Linked DNA regions of Sus scrofa: all the other regions are linked to region 3. Evidence: chromatin contacts called from public HiChIP or PLAC-seq data. All regions are on one chromosome and are shown on one strand. Each heading gives the region's core, a stretch centred on a gene start, on an enhancer-like site or on the middle of the called end of the contact. The rest is flanking DNA. Distances are from core to core; before and after follow the strand shown.

Region 1 (2,700 bases), core at 137-2,636, 210 kb before region 3:
TCGGCCTCCTGCATCTGCTGCAGGGCCCCATGGCCCTGGGGGCTGCATAGCTCCGAAGAGAAGCCCATAGTGTGGTCCTGGGGACAGAGAGGAGAAGCCACCAGTGGGGGCAGGGCAGGAGCTGGAGACAGACAGAGGTGTGGGACAGAGACCCTAGGGGCTGCCTGACTAAGAGGGGCTGCAGACAGGCGGGTGGTGGGGGTCTGTCCCACTGAAATGCAGCCATAGGTACAAACTTTGGCCTGGCCTGGGAAAGCCCTCATTGCTTCCTGCATCCTAGGCCGAGGACTAGTGCCAGGGGTCCTCTTTCCAGTCCTGGGGCAGAAACCTCCTGGATCTTGCCTCCCTGGGCCCTCCCACCCAGCACCCAGCTGCAGGGGCGCGGCACGATCAGGGCCCTCGGTCCCTCGGCCCCTCGGCCGGGCCAAGCCTGCCCCTTCTGGCGCCCCAGGCAGCCGCAGCCCAAGCCCCTACCCTTCCCCGGCCCCTGCCCAACTGTGTCTGCTCTCTGATCGCCGCCGCTGGCAGGGCTCCTGCCTGCTTCCCACTCCCCCCCACCCACCGACACCCTCCCCTGGGGGCAGGAGTTACCCGCGTGGGCAGCTAGCTGCTCCTAGGGCCGCCGAGGACCAACTCAGACTCAGGCCCCCGCACCACTCCGGCCAGTTCCTGATTCCGCGCTTCCTCCTCCTGCGGTTTCAGTTGGCCCAGGCCCCGGGGCGGGCCGGCGGAGGGGAAGGGGCGGGCAGGAGCCCCTGACGCCTGTCCGCCCCCCCGCTGCCCAGTGCAGGCCGCTCAGCCAGCCACACGGCTCACAAGGCTCGCGGAAACGGAAGGGAGGAGGGGGCTGAGAAAGAATGGGCCAGAAGAGAGCAGCCTGGCCGGGCACTCCCCAGGTCCCGGACAGCGCCCAGGAACTGGGGGAAGCGGCCCGCGGGTGCAGTAATGGGCGCCTGCCCAGGGCGGAGCAGCAGGCTTGCACTGGGTGGGAGAGCCTGCGGGTCCAGAGCCTGGGGGCAGGCGGGCCACCCCAGCAGCAGCCCCAGAAGAGGAAGGGGGAAGCCTGGTGCAGGCCCTCCCCTCCCCACTGGATTCCCCAAGGCGAGCTCAGGCACCAGTCTCCATTTGAATAAAATCTCCAAGTAAATGTCTAGAGGGGAGGCCAGCTTCTCCCACACAGGTCCCCTGGTGGAACAGGCACCGCTCACCTAGCCAGGGCTGGGGCTTCCTGTTTCAAGGGAAACCTGGGGCAGGCAAGGGGTCTGGGCCAGGGAGTGGGACTCAACTTCTCTCCCTGCTGGACTCAAGGCCTGTGCGGGTGGAAATGCTCAGCCAGTCCCACCTCCAGGACTTGTGCCCGGCTGCAGTCCCCTTCTACACCCTGCCCGAAGGAGGCCCTGAAGCCCTCTGGGCGATGGACCGTGGGCAGGAAGGTCACAAGGGCATGTAGGTTGCCCCGATCCCCACCCCCACCCCCACCCCATCCTGGAGGCAGCCCCAGGGCCCAGAGAAGAACAATTATCACCACACTGGAGACCAGGCCTGGTTTGCATAGTCTGCAAGTTTAATCACTTTAAAACCTAACATTATTTCGAGTCCGTTAAATAGAACCAACAATGCTGGGCCTGTTTAAATTACAAGAGAAAAAAAAAAAATCACTGTGCACCAACCCAGTATCTTACAAAACCAGCTGGGCTGGCCACAAGGGTGGGGGTGGAAGAGGAGGGGGCACCCCTGGGCAGGTGGCTGGGTGGGGGGGGTGCTGGGGGAGAGAGAAAAAGGGGCTCCCAAATGGGAGCGGACTGATTGTCCTAATGGGAGGGGTGCAAAAGGCACGTCAGAAGAGGGGGACCTGGGGGGCCGGACAGGTCAGCGCTTCCTCCACCAGGGCACAGTGTTGGAAGGGGCTTGGTGCCACCACCTGCCCACCCCTGGCACTTGGAGAACCAGTGACCCGTGAGCCCTTGGCACGACCAGCCCCATCTGAGATGGACAGCCTGCCCGCCCACCCCAATCCTCCTTTCCTAGGGCCCGTCTGGCCTGGCCTCCTCTTCAGGATTTGGGGCTCAGCTATTCCTCGGCAACAGGCCGTAGCCCCCCACACCTCAGGGCCCGCGCAGCCGGCGGGGGGGAACAGCAGGGTGGACAGTGGGTGTGGGAGAGTGGATGGTCCAGCTGCTACCCCCGTTAAAAATACCAAAAAAAAAAAACAAAAAAAACAAAAACAAGTCAGCATCTAAAGTGAAATAATCACAAAGTGAAAATATAACCTCAAACAGCCCCTGAGATCCCCACAGGGGAAAGCAGCATCGGGTGGGAGGTGGGACAGGCCGGTTGGGCCACCGTCCCTCCCCACCACCCACCCAGGGGCTCTGGGACTGCGAGTGCCAACAGCCCAGGTGGCCCCGGGCTCAGAAAACAGGGACTTGGGCCCTGGCGGGAGGGAAGGGTGCTGGAGAGGGGAGGGTGGTAGGGGCACCAGCGTGGGGCTGGGCCAACCTTGCTTGGCAGGCAGCCAGCGCAGTAGACGGGGGCAAAGGGACAAACGCGCGTGGACCCACGTGCGCGCCCCGGAGGTGCCTGCCTGGCCTTGGTCCCTTCCTTTGCTCACTGCTTCCACCCGAGGCTCACCAGAGGTGGGGGGCGGGGTAGCGGATGCAAAAGCCCTTGGAGAGGTGGCCTCCTCCTTCAAATACCCAC
Region 2 (2,929 bases), core at 5-2,504, 140 kb before region 3:
CTGAATCCTGCCACGTGGATTCAACAACTCCACCAGAAATCAACTCCCCCCACCCCACAAAGTCCCAAAGTGGTCAATGGCAATTTATTTTTAAAGAAAGGGGGTCAGAATTCATTAAGAAAATGTATGATGCTCTTTAACTTGACTAGAGATGTCAGGTTTATTAGCCCATAATCTGTGGCCTGCACCCCTGTTATTGTTTGGGCAGTTAATCCTGTTAGGCTCTTTGAAAAGTATAAAGTGCTAAATAAAAGGCAATTTTATTTGTCATTTTACACATGCTAAAAAAATTTACCCAGTATAATGAAAACATAACTATGTTCTGCATCTTATCTTTGAACGATAGTAAATGAGTGTCAGAAAATTCTAGATATTTTACTCTTTGCATAATAGTTGTGAACATTTCACATACCACTCAGGAAATGGGTCTGTACGAAAGCACACATTTGCAGAGAAGATGGTAATTTCTATAGGCATTCGCAACCTAAGGCGCCCCCAAAGCATGGAATCTTCCCATAAGTCAACAGGGATCAGGTTCATTTTCTGAAGATACTTCCTGCCTGGCTGGCCTGGTTCACCCTCAGGCCAGCCCCCGCCTGGGAGGAAAGGCACAGGGGGAAGCAGCACAGCTCGGTGAAGAGCTGTCATCCCAGCCATGGGATTTTGGGGAAATGAAAAGGCCTTACTCATTTTCACCTCTGAATGGCTGTTAAGAGGATAGCACAAAATAGGCGAATAGGAGTGTCTCTCTCTCGATTGGGGCTGTTTCTGCAGAGCAGCCCTGTCTTATGTGGGCAAAATGCCCTTCCACACAAGTTACTACACTAAACAAATGTATACAAATGACCCACCAAGAGGTCAACATATTTGAAATAAGGCTTCTAGGAATAACTACTACACAGAGGAATTAACGAAAACTCTTGGGCATTTTGTCAATGGACAAAAACCCTAAAAACAAAAAACGACTGTGGGGAGAGAGAACCTGACATACAGCTCACTCATTTCTCATCCTCAGCTTTGAGAAGGACCTAGCAGTGCCAGCCCCACCCCTGAGGTCCATTACCAAACAGGAAAACACTTCCTGTGGCTAGTCTGCATGGCAATACGCTGGAGGAAGGCCCAGGACTCCTGTACAAGACTTGTCCTATCTGCCGCATCGAAATCTTTCTTCGTCCTTGCATTCTCCCCGAGCCCATGCTTTCTGCAGCTCAGTGAGGAGTTGCCTAATTAGAGGTGCTGCATGACAAGTCTCGCGTGACCTTTGGGAAGCCCGCTAATGATGCACTCACTGGGCAGATTCTTTCAATGGCTAATCACAGTTAGACTCTCCAGTGTTCCGATTACATGTCCATTTTTCCAAAACATTTAAACTCCACTTCTGAACTTTATCTTTAGACACGCTTGTCAGATAACACGTTCCTCCCTCAGATAAGGAAACTGAAGCACAAAGAGGTTATTTGTGGCTTGCCAAGGATCACACAGTGAGATGGTGGCAGATCCCTGGGTGCTTGCCTTAACAGAACCAGCAGTTCCTGGGCCCAAGGGGCCTCCTTTGGGTCCTACTGGCAAGTTCAGTAACTTGCATGCCCTGGGGGCCTAAGCACCAGTGTCCTCGAAGAGGTCTACTCCGACAACTGGACGTCTGTGTGACAAGGCGTAGGAAAAGCATTAACACAACCCCGAAACCACATAATTCTAATCCAGTGAGACACATCGCTTCACATTAAAAGAGGCTTTCAGAAAACATGTATTTGGCTGCATACTGAACCTGGCACTGTCCATTCGGAGTATTTCTGTAATATTGGAATCACTTCTGCACCGTATTTTTCCAGTTTGTCTTCTGTAACACCATCAATTTGAAGCAAAACCTCAGGATCAGAAGATAAAGATTCTGTGCATGGGCATAAAATTAGAAATTTAAATTACTACCCATAGAAAACCCTCTGAATTTATGCTCATTCACCAATTCAGCACATGTTTGTAAAGTGCCAACTAACTGCAGAGCACTGGGTACATGGGCCAATTTTCTACAAGGCAGTTAGTGCCAACAGAGGCAGCAGACAGGCCCAGAGGGCAGGCGCCCATCCTCCAATTCCAGCAGCAGAGGGGCATTAAGTCAGGACAGAGAATGGAGACGGCAAAGGCCGTGGGGGGCATGGGAGAGCGGGGGCCAGGGCGGTGTGCCTCGGTTTAACACGACTTTATCTGGCCCAGTGTTCTCACAACGAAGACTCGTCTAGCTGCAAAGATGATGATCCTTCTGTTTGCAGAAAACATCCACATCTGTACTTCCAGCTCCGACTTCTCCCCTGCACTCCAGAACGGCCATGGCTGAATTCTCCTTCCTCCCTCCAGCCCAACCCAAACCTGTCCTTTCTCCAGTCCTGTGTGCTGACTTGAACAAGCAGGCTGTTAAGAGTCCTCGGCACAGGGAGTTCCCATTGTGGCTCAGTGGAAACGAATCTGACCAGTATCCATGAGGACGCAGGTTTGATCCCTGGCCTTGCTCAGTGGGTTAAGGATCTGGCATTGCCATGAGCTGTGGTGTAGGCTGAAGATGCGGCTTGGGTCTGGCATTGCTGTGCCTGTGGCGTAGGCTGGCAGCTGTAGCTCCAATTAGACCCCTAGCCTGGGAACCTTCATATGCCGCGCGAGGGTGCGGCCCTAAAAAGACAAAAAAAAAAAAAAAAAAAAAGTCTTCTGCACAGAAAAGGCACATCAGTCTTGAGCCTAGACAAGACTGATATTTAAAAGACTATGCTGGCTGCTGTATGGAAAATGGACTGTGAGGGAGAGAGAGGAAGCCAGAGCCTGGTGGAGGCCATTGCAGGACCCAGGAAGGATTCAGTGAATTTGCCGGTAGCAGGGGAGATGGAGAGAAGAAAGATGCTGATAAATTTTGGAGGCTGGGTCTGGAGGATTTATTGAT
Region 3 (2,776 bases), core at 36-2,535:
GACTCAGGGGTCAAGCACGTTTGAGCAATGCTCAGTAATGCATCAAGCCCTTGGAGGTAGGCTGGCACCTCTGGGAAGTCTGTTCTTCACTGGGGACAGCTCCACACCATGTTGAAGCAGCCGGTACCCTCGGCGTGCAAGGGTGCTGCTGTGCGCATCCCCTAGCAGCATTCTGCAGAACCAGCATTCGCTGGCTTTGCCATCAGGAGTCCTGATTCTCAGGCCCCCTGGCGGGGCAGGGGTGGGGGAGTGATTAAACAGCCCTGTGGGCAGCTGGCTAGAGGTGTGTGCCAGGGTAACAGCGGAAGTCCCCGGAGCAAGCCCAGGGAGTCCTCTCTTCAGGAAGAACATGGAGCTGAAAGTGGCACTTCTCACTGGCTCCCACGGCCACTGCCTGACCCGAAAGCCAAGGCAGAGTCTAGTCACGGCAGCCCAGACAGCAGGGCCCGGGCAAGGGACAGAGTTGCAGAGATTTGCGGGCAAGCACAGCCTCACAAGCTGGCGAGCTGAAGCAGCTATTGGCTCCAGGAGACTTAGGAAAAGTTACCGGGGTGGCACACAGGCTGGGAGAAACGCGGAACAGCCTGGCCTCCTGATGGCAGGATAATGGCCAAGGCACTGCCTTTAATGTGGCTCCTTTCAGTGAGACCCCACCCCCACCCCCACCCCTAGACTCCCGAGTCTCCCCCATTCAAGCTTTACCTTCCAGGGAGGGCACATCTGACTGGCCAGCTAGGTCAAGGAAGCCTCGCCAGGGAAGCCTGTCTGCTGGCCTGGCTTCTTGGAGGGGAGGAGCCCAGCAGCTTCCAGTTTGCATGGCTCCTCCTGCACCCAGTAAAATAGGCCCCCAGGCAGCGTGCAGGGCTTGCCTTACAAACAGCAGTTGAGGAAGATTCAGCACTTACAAGGCCAGGTTTTGAGCTGATCAAGAATAGGCGTCATCTGAGGCTAGGCCTGGGGCTCCTGAGCCAGGAAAGGCAGGTGCCTCCAGAAGATCTGTGTTTGGCTGCTGGCGTCCTGGTCAGACCAGTCATCACACTAGTTCCTCAGGGAGGAGGGTGGAGGCACCACAGGCCTTCTCTGTGCATTGCCTTTCAAAGGCTGGGCTTGTCTTCTCAACAAGTCCCTTTGTTGTATTTCTGAGGTCTAGCAAGAAAGGACCCATTTAGTAACAAGAATGACAGTGAAAGTGATACCTAACATTTAGGAAGTGCTCACCACGGGGCGGGCACGACCCGTGAAGTGGGCAGCATCATCCCTATTTATAGATCAGAAAACGGAAGGACGCGGAGGCCACTGGCTGGCCCTGTCTTCACAGCCAGGAAGAGCGGAGGCAGATGTGAAGCCCATCTCTCTAACTCCAGGGCCTGGGCCCTTGGCCCCTGAGCAGGCCCTGCTCCTATACACAGGCTGACCGGTTGTCCTGGCACAACTATTAACACTCACAAAAGCGATTGTTAATATTCAGTCACACAAAAAATTATTCACTTACGAAAGTGTTTAAATATCACTGGTTTGGGTGATAAATTTTAAGGAAACTAGCTGGGTAGAACCAAGATTATCATAGCAAGAGGCTGATGGGCAGTCTTTGGAAAACCCAGTCCACAGCTGCCCTCCCTGTCCCAGAACTATGGCTCCCAGAGCTCATTCTGACAGGGGGCCCATATGATGTTAGTGACAGCACCCTCACTGCCCCCTGGGCACTTGGGCACTTTGCAAGGAAGCCTTCTGAGATTTCCATACCCCAAGGCTCTTGGTTTATATTTGGACAAAGAGCTCAGCTTTCTCCTTGTTCCCACCCCCCTTACATCTACTGAGAGGGTCTTTTCCCTGTTTTCATACATTACCTGGCTGGGAAAGCAGCTATGCATCCCCTGCCCCAGGTGTCCTCCCCAAGAGTGGATACTGAAGCTTAGGGCTTTTGAATCTTGTTCATACTGGCAGGTGAATCCTGGGAGCAGAGGTGTGGGATCTCCACTTGGACTGGGCTGTCCCAGAGGGGTGCAGAGGAAGAGGATGATATTGGGTGCCATCTGGTTGGGCACAGAGGAATCAAAAGTGAATGAGACAGTGCTTTCTTCCAAGGTTAAGGGCAACAAAATCAGCCCTACAGTTAGTAAGTAAAGTGGTAGGGACAAAGTGCAACTCAAGCACAAAAGAGGACATGAACAAACAATGTGTATCAGTCACCCATTGTCACAAGAATGCTGCATAACAAATGGTCCCATAATTCAACAGCTTCCTGTTATAAGCATTTATTTCTGGCTCACCTGTCTGCACACCGATTGGGGCAGCCCCGTTCATCTCAGCTGGGCCTGGCTAGACTGGTTCTCGGGGGTGGGTTAGGCTGAAGTGTCCCCTGCCTCTCTTTCTCCTGGAACCTCTGGGTCTCACAAGGGAAGATGTGCTCATGGCAATGGCAGAATTGTGAGTGGGGGGACTAAGCCGCCAGCCCATGCCAAGGCTGTGCTCCAGGTCTTGTCCTCCAACACGTCACCAGCTGAAGCAAGTCACACGGCAGAGCCCAAGAGCAAAGGGGCCTGGAGGTAAACAATTCCCCAAGTACAAGGGCAGAGAAGTACATATTTGCTAAGCCATAACACAGACCTCACAAAAGGCTTCACAGAGGAGGTGTCATTTGACCTAGGCCTTAAAGGAGAAGTTGTACATTTCCAAGTAAAGATGGGATGGGCCATTGCTGTCAAAGGGATGACATGTATGTGGGGAGGGGGGTTGGGGGGCTGTTAGGGTAGTGGTGGTAGCCTGGTCATAGAGG
Region 4 (2,746 bases), core at 164-2,663, 160 kb before region 3:
TTTATTTTAATTTTTATTTTATTTATTTATTTTTTTAATCCTGATGCTATTTTAAAGTTATCTCTTCTTTGTGCCTTTTTTTTTTTTTTTTTTTTTTTTTTTTTTTGCATTTTAGGTCCAGACCAAAGGCATGTGGAGGTTCCCAGGCTAGGGGTGGAATCAGAATTGCAGCTGCCAGCCTATACCACAGTCACCACAATGCCAGACCCTTAACCCACTGAGTGAGGCCAGGGATTGAACCCTCATCCTCATGGATACTAGTCATGTTCGTTTCCACTGTGCCACAACGGGGAATGCCTATTTTTTTTTTTTTTTTTTCATAACCAACTCATATTCTCATTAGCTTTTCTCTGTTCTGAAGCTTTTTTTTTTTTTTTTTTTTTTCTGGTCTTTTTAGGGCTGCATCCATGGCATATGGAGGTCCCCAGGCTAGGAGTCAAATCAGAGCTGTAGCCGCCGGCCTACACCACAGCTCACAGCAATGCCAGATCCTCAACCCACTGAGCGAGGCCAGGGATGGAACCTGTGTCCTCATGGATGCTGCTCAGATTCGTTTCTGCCGAGCCATGATGGGAACTCCTGTCCTGAAGCTATTAGTTTCAGGGAAGCTGCCTCTGATCCTTGGCCCCATCCCCTTCCAGCCACGCCCTCCAGTGATTGCCAGCCTCTTCATGGCAGTTGGCAGAGTAGCCTTGGGTGTTCTTTTCACCTTGCTCAGTTAACTCGAGCATCTCCTGCAGACCCTCTACTTCTCACAGGGGAACCAGGCTGCCTTCCCTTGGAGGGACAGTTGGGAGAGCTGTGTGGTTTTCAACCTGCTTTTCAGGAGCTCAAATGTGCAGGGGTGGGCGGGGAGACTTCCCCCACGGAGGCCACTCTTGCTGAGGGTGCAGGCCTTCCGTTTCCTGCTGCCTCTTACACACCCTGCACCCCAGCCCCCTCTGCCTGGCCAGGACTGTGTCCTGCTCCCATGTCCCTGGCCGCTCAGGATCCATGAGGGCAGAGGGCACCAAAGGCCACCGCTGTGGAGATTGTCTGCTCAGTGTGTTGGCTCATTTTCTTTATAAACAAGTTGCCACTGTGCTATTACTCATCTTGTCAAGTACTGGGGTAGCGAGAGTCTAGGTTCTCCTGCCCTTTAAAGTCTGACCTCCTAGGCAGCTTTTTCTTCTTCTTTTTTTTTTTTTTTTTTGGCCATGCACATGGGATGCAGAAGCTCCTGGGCCAGGGATCAAATCTGAGCCACAGCAGCAACCCAAGCCACAGCAATGACATCGCCAGATCCTTAACCTACTGGGCCAATGGGGACTCCCCAGGCGGCCTCTTAAAAATGCAAATCTCTAAGTCCTGCCCACCCAGAGGCCCAGAGGCCCAGAGACTCTGATTCTGTGGGTCTGGGTAGGACCTGTTCCTCCCCACCCCAAGCGACGTGGGTGTCCAGGCCAGAGCTGAGGACTGCTGAGTCACCCATCGGGACCATGTGCATTTTTGTCAAATTAAAGGAATGCGGCTCTGATTACATAAGATCACATGGTGATGAACATTTCACAGTTTTGGAATGTCCCAGTAGGTGGGCAGACTGGATCATTCATTCTATTGGTAAAGCCTGAGGCCCAGAGAGGGGAAGTGACTTGCCCAAGGTCACACAGCAAGTCAGCAACAGGTTTAAAGGACTGAACAGACAGGTTTGAAGAACAGGAAATGCCAACCCCAGATCTGGGGCCTCCGGATCAGGGTAGCCCATCTCCAAGGGCAAGAAGGTCTTTGCCAGTGGCATGAGCAGCCTCCTTGAGGAGGGGGTATGACTGTGGCTCTTCCCCTGGGGAACTTTGACCAGGAGTGTCTTGAGGGGAGGGTGGCCACAGGAGGCACAGCACCAATCCCAGCCTGCCAGAAGGAGTGACCGCATAGCCCCTCATGCCTGCCTCACCCTACTCTTCCACTTCCCAGAAATCAGGCTCTCGGCATGAGCCCAGGACCTGGCAAGGAAACAGAATCAGAACAGGTGGAGAACCTGGGATTAGCACTGGGCTGGGCCTTTCTGCCCCAAGCAGTTTAGGCCAGGACTGGGTGGTGCGGCTTGACATTCCATCAGGAGGACAGGCTGGGACCCTTGGGCTGTCCTGGGTATTGTCAGCCCCTGGCCTGTTCTCATCTTGCCCCACCAGCCAGGTGACATCAGGCCAGAGAATGAGGGCCTGGCCCTGACTGGTTTCAGGCTCAGCTGCCTCTGGGAGCAACAGGACCCTCTCTCAGATTGTGGGGAGGGTTGATTCCTGCAGAAGCAGGGGCTCTTGGTAGCGAAGCTCAAAATGGATCCAATCCACAAGGAAACAAGAAATATTCTGTTGGAGTATTTTTGTGAGGAGATGGGGAAAAGGAACCTGATTGTTCCATAGAGCTGCAATTTATTACTATTATTATTATTTTGTTTTTTAGGGCCACACCCACCGCATATGGAAATTCCTAGGCTAGGGGTCGAATCAGAGCTGTAGCTGCCCGCCGACACCACAGCAACACCAGATCTTAGCTGTGTCTTCGACCTACACCACAGCTCACGGCAGCGCCAGATCCTTCACCCACTGAGTGAGGCTAGGGATCGAATCTGCCTCCTCATGGATACTAACTAGTTGGGTTTGTTACCGCTGAGCCACGGCAGAAACTCCTAGAGCTGCAACTTAATTTCTCCCCTGGACGCTTCTGATCTTTCCTTGCTGAACCCCCGCCTCCTCCTCTCCCAGCCCTG

The links. HiChIP or PLAC-seq counts read pairs in DNA pulled down with a chosen protein or histone mark.
Region 1: a contact with region 3 is called in an H3K27ac HiChIP or PLAC-seq map of skeletal muscle, with 9 times the contacts expected there. The contact joins the promoter of FES here to the enhancer-like site in region 3. A contact is called at or near these places in 2 of 5 promoter capture datasets (fetal skeletal muscle and liver), 18 of 47 Hi-C or Micro-C datasets (alveolar macrophages, brain, embryonic fibroblasts and 11 more) and 2 of 2 datasets of contacts at active chromatin or transcription factors (alveolar macrophages and skeletal muscle).
Region 2: a contact with region 3 is called in an H3K27ac HiChIP or PLAC-seq map of alveolar macrophages. The contact joins two enhancer-like sites. A contact is called at or near these places in 1 of 5 promoter capture datasets (liver), 1 of 47 Hi-C or Micro-C datasets (embryonic fibroblasts) and 1 of 2 datasets of contacts at active chromatin or transcription factors (alveolar macrophages).
Region 4: a contact with region 3 is called in an H3K27ac HiChIP or PLAC-seq map of alveolar macrophages. The contact joins two enhancer-like sites. A contact is called at or near these places in 1 of 5 promoter capture datasets (liver), 1 of 47 Hi-C or Micro-C datasets (embryonic fibroblasts) and 1 of 2 datasets of contacts at active chromatin or transcription factors (alveolar macrophages).

The regions. Positions count from the first base shown.
Region 1 is chr7:53,471,633-53,474,332 of Sscrofa11.1, reverse strand. It overlaps FES (tyrosine-protein kinase Fes/Fps), which reads right to left and starts at 1,386. Exons shown (of 19, transcript XM_001929355.4): 1 at 592-1,386; 2 at 1-77. The coding sequence starts at 68. It overlaps FURIN (furin), which reads right to left. Exons shown (of 15, transcript XM_021098916.1): 15 at 1,542-2,700.
Region 2 is chr7:53,404,521-53,407,449 of Sscrofa11.1, reverse strand. BLM (Bloom syndrome RecQ like helicase) reads right to left here. Exons shown (of 21, transcript NM_001123084.1): 19 at 1,769-1,891. Among named protein-coding and RNA genes, the nearest start is that of FURIN, 50 kb to the left of the region's middle. Within about 2 kb of position 1,254, at least 10 of the 83 cell types and tissues checked have an H3K27ac peak or open chromatin away from gene starts, as enhancers often do. A contact at or near this core is called in alveolar macrophages, where this site is marked.
Region 3 is chr7:53,260,305-53,263,080 of Sscrofa11.1, reverse strand. No RefSeq gene overlaps it. Among named protein-coding and RNA genes, the nearest start is that of BLM, 82 kb to the left of the region's middle. Within about 2 kb of position 1,285, at least 16 of the 83 cell types and tissues checked have an H3K27ac peak or open chromatin away from gene starts, as enhancers often do. A contact at or near this core is called in alveolar macrophages, omental adipose tissue, retroperitoneal adipose tissue and 2 more, where this site is marked.
Region 4 is chr7:53,422,913-53,425,658 of Sscrofa11.1, reverse strand. No RefSeq gene overlaps it. Among named protein-coding and RNA genes, the nearest start is that of FURIN, 31 kb to the left of the region's middle. Within about 2 kb of position 1,413, at least 16 of the 83 cell types and tissues checked have an H3K27ac peak or open chromatin away from gene starts, as enhancers often do. A contact at or near this core is called in alveolar macrophages, where this site is marked.